2 separate regions of the Capra hircus genome follow, and region 2 is linked to region 1. A link is a contact called in public Hi-C data. All regions are on one chromosome and are shown on one strand. The core of a region is the stretch at or near the end of the contact, and the rest is flanking DNA. Distances in the headings are between cores, read along the strand shown.

Region 1 (2,700 bases), core at 80-2,579:
CAAATATGTAAAATCATTTTAGACGGGGCTATGGAATACGAAGGAAGTAAAATAGGGTGACGTTACAAGACAGCTTGGTGGGAGTAGGGGGGTTACTGCACGAGATGGTTTCTCTGAATAAGCTATTTTAACGCTGAGACTCAAAGGAGGAGAAAGAACCAGCCATGCAGTGACCTGGAGCAAGAATGTACCAGGTAAAGGAACTGCAGCTGCAAGAAGCCCCCAGGCAGGAGTGAGTTCGGTTTGTTGAAGGAACAACAACGGCATCAGTGGAACCAGGATGGAACATGCTTAGAGAGCAAGAGATTATGTCAGAGTGCACTGGGCCTGGGCTGCGTACCCCACGATGGGGTGTTTTGACTTTATTAAGTATATCCATCCAACTGCACAGCCCACATTTCTTCACTTCCTTCCTTCCTTTCTTAGGTATCACGGTTCACTGTTTTAATCTCTCCCTTGAAAACATCTTCCCTTTTTATATTAGTTAGCTGTTGCTGTGTAACAAATTATACCAAAAAAAATTGTAGGGGTTCTTGGACAGTTCTGTCTCGCAAGAATGCAGTCAAGATAACTAAGTTGTTTGAAGGTGTGAATGGGTGGGAGGCAGGGGACTCATCTCCAAGCTGACTCATGCGCAGGCCTGGTGGTCAGTCCTGGTTGCTGGCAGGAGGCCTCGGTTTTGTGTCTTGTGGACCTCTACACAGGATGCCTTGAGTGTCCTCATGACGTGGTGGCTGGCTCCCCTCAGAGAGAGTGATCCAGGAGCGTGCAAGGTGAAAGTCACAGTGCCTTTTCTGACCCAGCCTTGGCAATCACACAACCACCACTTCACAACACTTACTGGTCATCCTGATTCACATAGGACAGCAGAGGCCCCACACGGGCAGCTTGTCGCTCTGCACCTTCTAAGGATGAACGCAAACTGATGCAGTGTCTACTATTTTCATGTTTTATTTTTTTCTGATACTCACTTGAAGACATAAATCGCAGAAATGGAGAACCTGTGCCCTGGGGTCACAAAGAACACTGGGCTGAAAGACGAGGTTTACCGCTCCTGGGCCTGTGACCTGCGGCGCATTCCTGAACCTTGCCAAGCTTCCATCTCCTCATCTGAACGCTGGAGGCCATTCCACCTCACCGCCCATGGTCAAATGAAAACCAAAGTGAGCTGATGCTTTAAAACAAACTTAAAAATAGACAGCTAGTGGGAAGCTGCCATGTAGCACGGGGAACTCAGCTCGGTGCTCGGTGATGACTTACGTGGGGGGATGGGAGGGAGGCTCCAGAGGGAGGGGATGCCTGTGCGTAGAGCTGACCCCCACTGTTGCACAGTGGGAACCAACACAGCACATCGTTAAAGCACGTGTCCTCCCCTTAGGCATGAATGAGGAAGGAATCTCTGGCACGTGGCTGTGTGTATCACACATACACAGCCTCGCTCTGAATTCAGTGACACTGTATTAATTTGAGAAACTATGTTGTTACACATTCACTTCTGCTCAAATCAAGGAAATAAGCTAAGTTTTGATGAAAAATAAATGAAAGACATCGAAACAGAAAATAAAAACAGATTTAGCTGTAATAATTGTCACACAAATTTTCAGTAGATGTGATCAGCCACAGTCCTTGCTCTTACTCCTTTTTTTATTACCACAGAATGCAGTTATTCCTTGAAATATTTCACAGAGCTTGGTGATTTCACGAAGTTCAGCCTGCAGTCAGTTTAGATTGCAGAGACAGTGGACTTGGTGGTCTGGCTGACCCCCTGTAATGCATATTCAGGATGCCAGACATTCAGACCTGTCATAAGAATTTCCCCTTCAGTATGGTAAGATTTGGCAGGCTCGCTGTTTGTCCTCAGATGGGCCATGAGTCAAGCATTGGGCCAGCTCAATAGGAGCATCCAAGTTCAACTCCAGTGCGAAATCTAATCAGCACTCAGAGTCAAAGGATGAGCTGGTGGTTCAGGTATTTATATCAGAAGGTGTTAAAAGATAATTTGGAACATGGTGGAGGATAAGAAATGGGACTTCAAATCCATTCCAGAATGACATTTCTTGACAGTCTTCTAGGAAATGAAGTTAATTAACTTTTGAAGATCATTTTTTTTTTCAACTAAGGTTTTTGCTGGACATGAGTTTCAACTAAGGTTTCAATGGACATGAGTTTGAGCAAACTCCAGGAGTTGGTGATAGACAGGGGAGCCTGGCGTGCTGCAGTTCATGGGGTCACAAAGAGTCAGACACGACTGAGCAACTGAACTGAACTGATGTACTAGACACTAGGCTGGGTTCTGGCAAAATAGCTAAGACCAAGTATGCCTGAATCCCAACTCTGACGGTGCGCGAAATTTAAGTCAGCAGCTAGAGAGCGCATAGCCCTTTTTATTCTGTTTGATGGCTTAACTTTCTACAAGTTGCTACAAACTTGAGGAATTTCCATCCATATGTTCAAGTGAATAATAGTCTTTGTGGCAGTTATAACATTTGTACCCAGTTAATCAGCGACCTAATTATTCAACAGCAGATAAAAATGTATTGACTTGTTGAGACACACATGTCTCCTGAAGCCAATGTTTAGAACTAAGTTATCAACATATTTTGAGCAATAATGTCATGATCACAAATCATTTTTCTCAGTTGTCTTTCTGAGGGCTAATATGAGATCCCTGGGAACTGTTTATATTGCAAGATAAACACA
Region 2 (2,700 bases), core at 68-2,567, 54 kb after region 1:
GTAAAATTCCACCTCTGCAGCTGTCATACCAGCAGCACCTCAAAACAGACTAGAGACTACGATAGCCTTTTGTCTGTCCATCCTTTCCTGGTCATCTTGACAGAACCTACAATAACAAAGGAATTACTTTTCTCTAAAAATAACATCTCTTTAGGGTCTTTGTGGCAAAGAACAACCCCTGTATTAGATGCACACAGACCCTTTGTAAGGGCTGAGGAATCCACAGTGGAGGTGAACCTCTAGGGATGACATTGAAGTGACCTTGCAGGACTGCTGGCTGCTAAAATCTCAGCACCCCCGAGCCTGAGCCACCCAGGCCATGGCTTCTGTGAGGGCTGCCTCCCTGCTGCTCCCGAGGGTCCCAGCTGTCCCTGCTGGGCTGCCTTCATCCCCAGGAGCGAGCCCTCAGGGCGCCGGACACTCTCCTCCTTGGCCTCTTAGAGCAAAGTCTCCCACTGGTGGATCTGATCGGTGGTTCAGATGCTAAGCCATGTCTGACTCTGGCAGTCCCATGGCCGGTAGCCCACCAGGCTCCTCCGTTCATGGCATTTTCCAGGTAAGAATACTGGAGTGGGTTGCCATTTCCTTCTCCAGGGGATGTTCCAGACCCAGGAATGGAACCCGGGCCTCCTGCATTGCAGGCGGATTCCTGCATTGCAGGCAGATTCTTTACTGACTGAGCTAGGAGAGAAGCCCAGTGAATCTGATTGGCTGGACCTAAATCCTGGGATCTGCATCCTAGCTTAAGGGATGCTTTGAAATTGAGAGTTGACACCCATGACCTGGAAATTTCCCCAAATATGGAGAAAAGTATTCAGGAGATATTAGGTGGTCACAGACACGTAGGGTGCCCCCTCTCCATCACAGAACAGATCTTTTTATGAGCAGCATCTGCGTGAAGAGGCTGCCTGATTCAGTATGAAGCGCAACCCAGGTTCTGGATAAATTCTTGTGGAATGAATCACACTTGGGAATTTATGTTTTAATTTGAAGATATGCTGTGACTGCTCCTGATAACAAGCTCTGACTCTTTTCTCAATACATTGCTGTAAGCGCAAAACCTTGAAACAGTTTCCTTCATGGTCTATTTTACAGAAACCGTCAACCAGTGTACATTCTGGAGGGGTTTGCAGAAATGTTAACACTTTTTTTTCCAAGTAAAAACTAAGTTGAGAATTCAAACTGAAGGGAGAGGAATACATTTTGGCCAGGAAACAGAGAGGTTTCCTTGCTTTTGTGCAGTCTTGCTTTGTGGAGTGTCTACAGAACTTGGACTGTTCAGAGGGTTTGAAAGTGAAAGTGGCTCAATCATGTCTGACTCTTTGTGACCTCATGGACTGCGACTACATTTCATGAAATCATCCAGGCCAGAATACCAGACTGGGTAGGTTTTCCCTTGCCCCGGGGATCTTTCCAACCAGGCATGGAACTGGGGACCCGTGCATTGCAGGCGGATTCTTTACCAACTGAGCTATCAGGGAAGCCCTCCTGAGGGTTTGCAAATAGAAAATAAATGTCAGATTCTGAGGTCACAGCGCCACCTGGTGGGAAAGAAAAGCTATTCACTCAGTGAGTCCACATGAGAGCAATCTGTGAGGCACATAGAAAAGATCTCAGTTCAGTTCAGTCGCTCAGTCGTGTCAGACGCTTTGCGACCCCATGAATCGCAGCACGCCAGGCCTCCCTGTCCATCACCATCTCCCGGAGTTCACTCAGACTCAGGTCCATCGAGTCCGTGATGCCATCCAGCCATCTCATCCTCTGTCGTCCCCTTCTCCTCCTGTCCCCAATCCCTCCCAGCATCAGAGTCTTTTCCAATGAGTCAACTCTTCACATGAGGTGGCCAAAGTACTGGACTTTCAGCTTCAGCATCATTCCTTCCAAAGAAATCCCAGGGCTGATCTCCTTCAGAATGGACTGGTTGGATCTCCTTGCAGTCCAAGGGACTCTCAAGAGTCTTCTCTAACACCACAGTTCAAAAGCATCAATTCTTCGGCGCTCAGCCTTCTTCACAGTCCACCTCTCACATCCATACATGACCTCAGGAAAAACCATAGCCCTGACTAGATGGACCTTAGTCGGCAAAGTAATGTCTCTGCTTTTGAATATGCTATCTAGGTTGGTCATAACTTTTCTTCCAAGGAGTAAGCATCTTTTAATTTCATGGCTGCAGTCACCATCTGCAGTGATTTTGGAGCCCAAAAAATAAAGTCTGACACTGTTTCCACTGTTTCCACATCTATTTCCCATGAAGTGATGGGACTAGATGCCATGATCTTAGTTTTCTGAATGTTGAGCTTTAAGCCAACTTTTTCACTCTCCTCTTTCACTTTTATCAAGAGGCTTTTAGTTCCTCTTCACTTTCTGCCATAGGGGTGGTGTCATCTGCATATCTGAGGTGATTGGTATTTCTCCCGGCAATCTTGATTCCAGCTTGTGTTTCTTCCAGTCCAGCATTTCTCATGATGTTTTCTGCATATAAGTTAAATAAGCAGGGTGACAATATACAGCTTTGACGTACTCCTTTTCCTATTTGGAACCAGTCTGTTGTTCCATGTCCAGTTCTAACTATTGCTTCCTGACCTGCATATAGGTTTCTCAAGAGGCAGGTTAGGTGGTCTGGTATTCCCATCTCTTTCAGAATTTTCCACAGTTTATTGTGATCCACACAGTCAAAGGCTTTGGCATAGTCAATAAAGC

The links. Hi-C and Micro-C count contacts between places; a contact is called where the count stands out from the background.
Region 2: a contact with region 1 is called in a Hi-C map of blood, with 3 times the contacts expected there. The contact joins two enhancer-like sites.

What each region holds. Positions count from the first base shown.
Region 1 is chr13:81,128,617-81,131,316 of ARS1.2, forward strand. It overlaps LOC106502804 (a long non-coding RNA gene), which reads left to right. Exons shown (of 5, transcript XR_001919092.1): 4 at 978-1,163. Among named protein-coding and RNA genes, the nearest start is that of BCAS1, 60 kb to the left of the region's middle. Within about 2 kb of position 1,330, at least 3 of the 5 cell types and tissues checked have an H3K27ac peak or open chromatin away from gene starts, as enhancers often do.
Region 2 is chr13:81,182,599-81,185,298 of ARS1.2, forward strand. No RefSeq gene overlaps it. Among named protein-coding and RNA genes, the nearest start is that of PFDN4, 10 kb to the right of the region's middle. Within about 2 kb of position 1,318, at least 3 of the 5 cell types and tissues checked have an H3K27ac peak or open chromatin away from gene starts, as enhancers often do.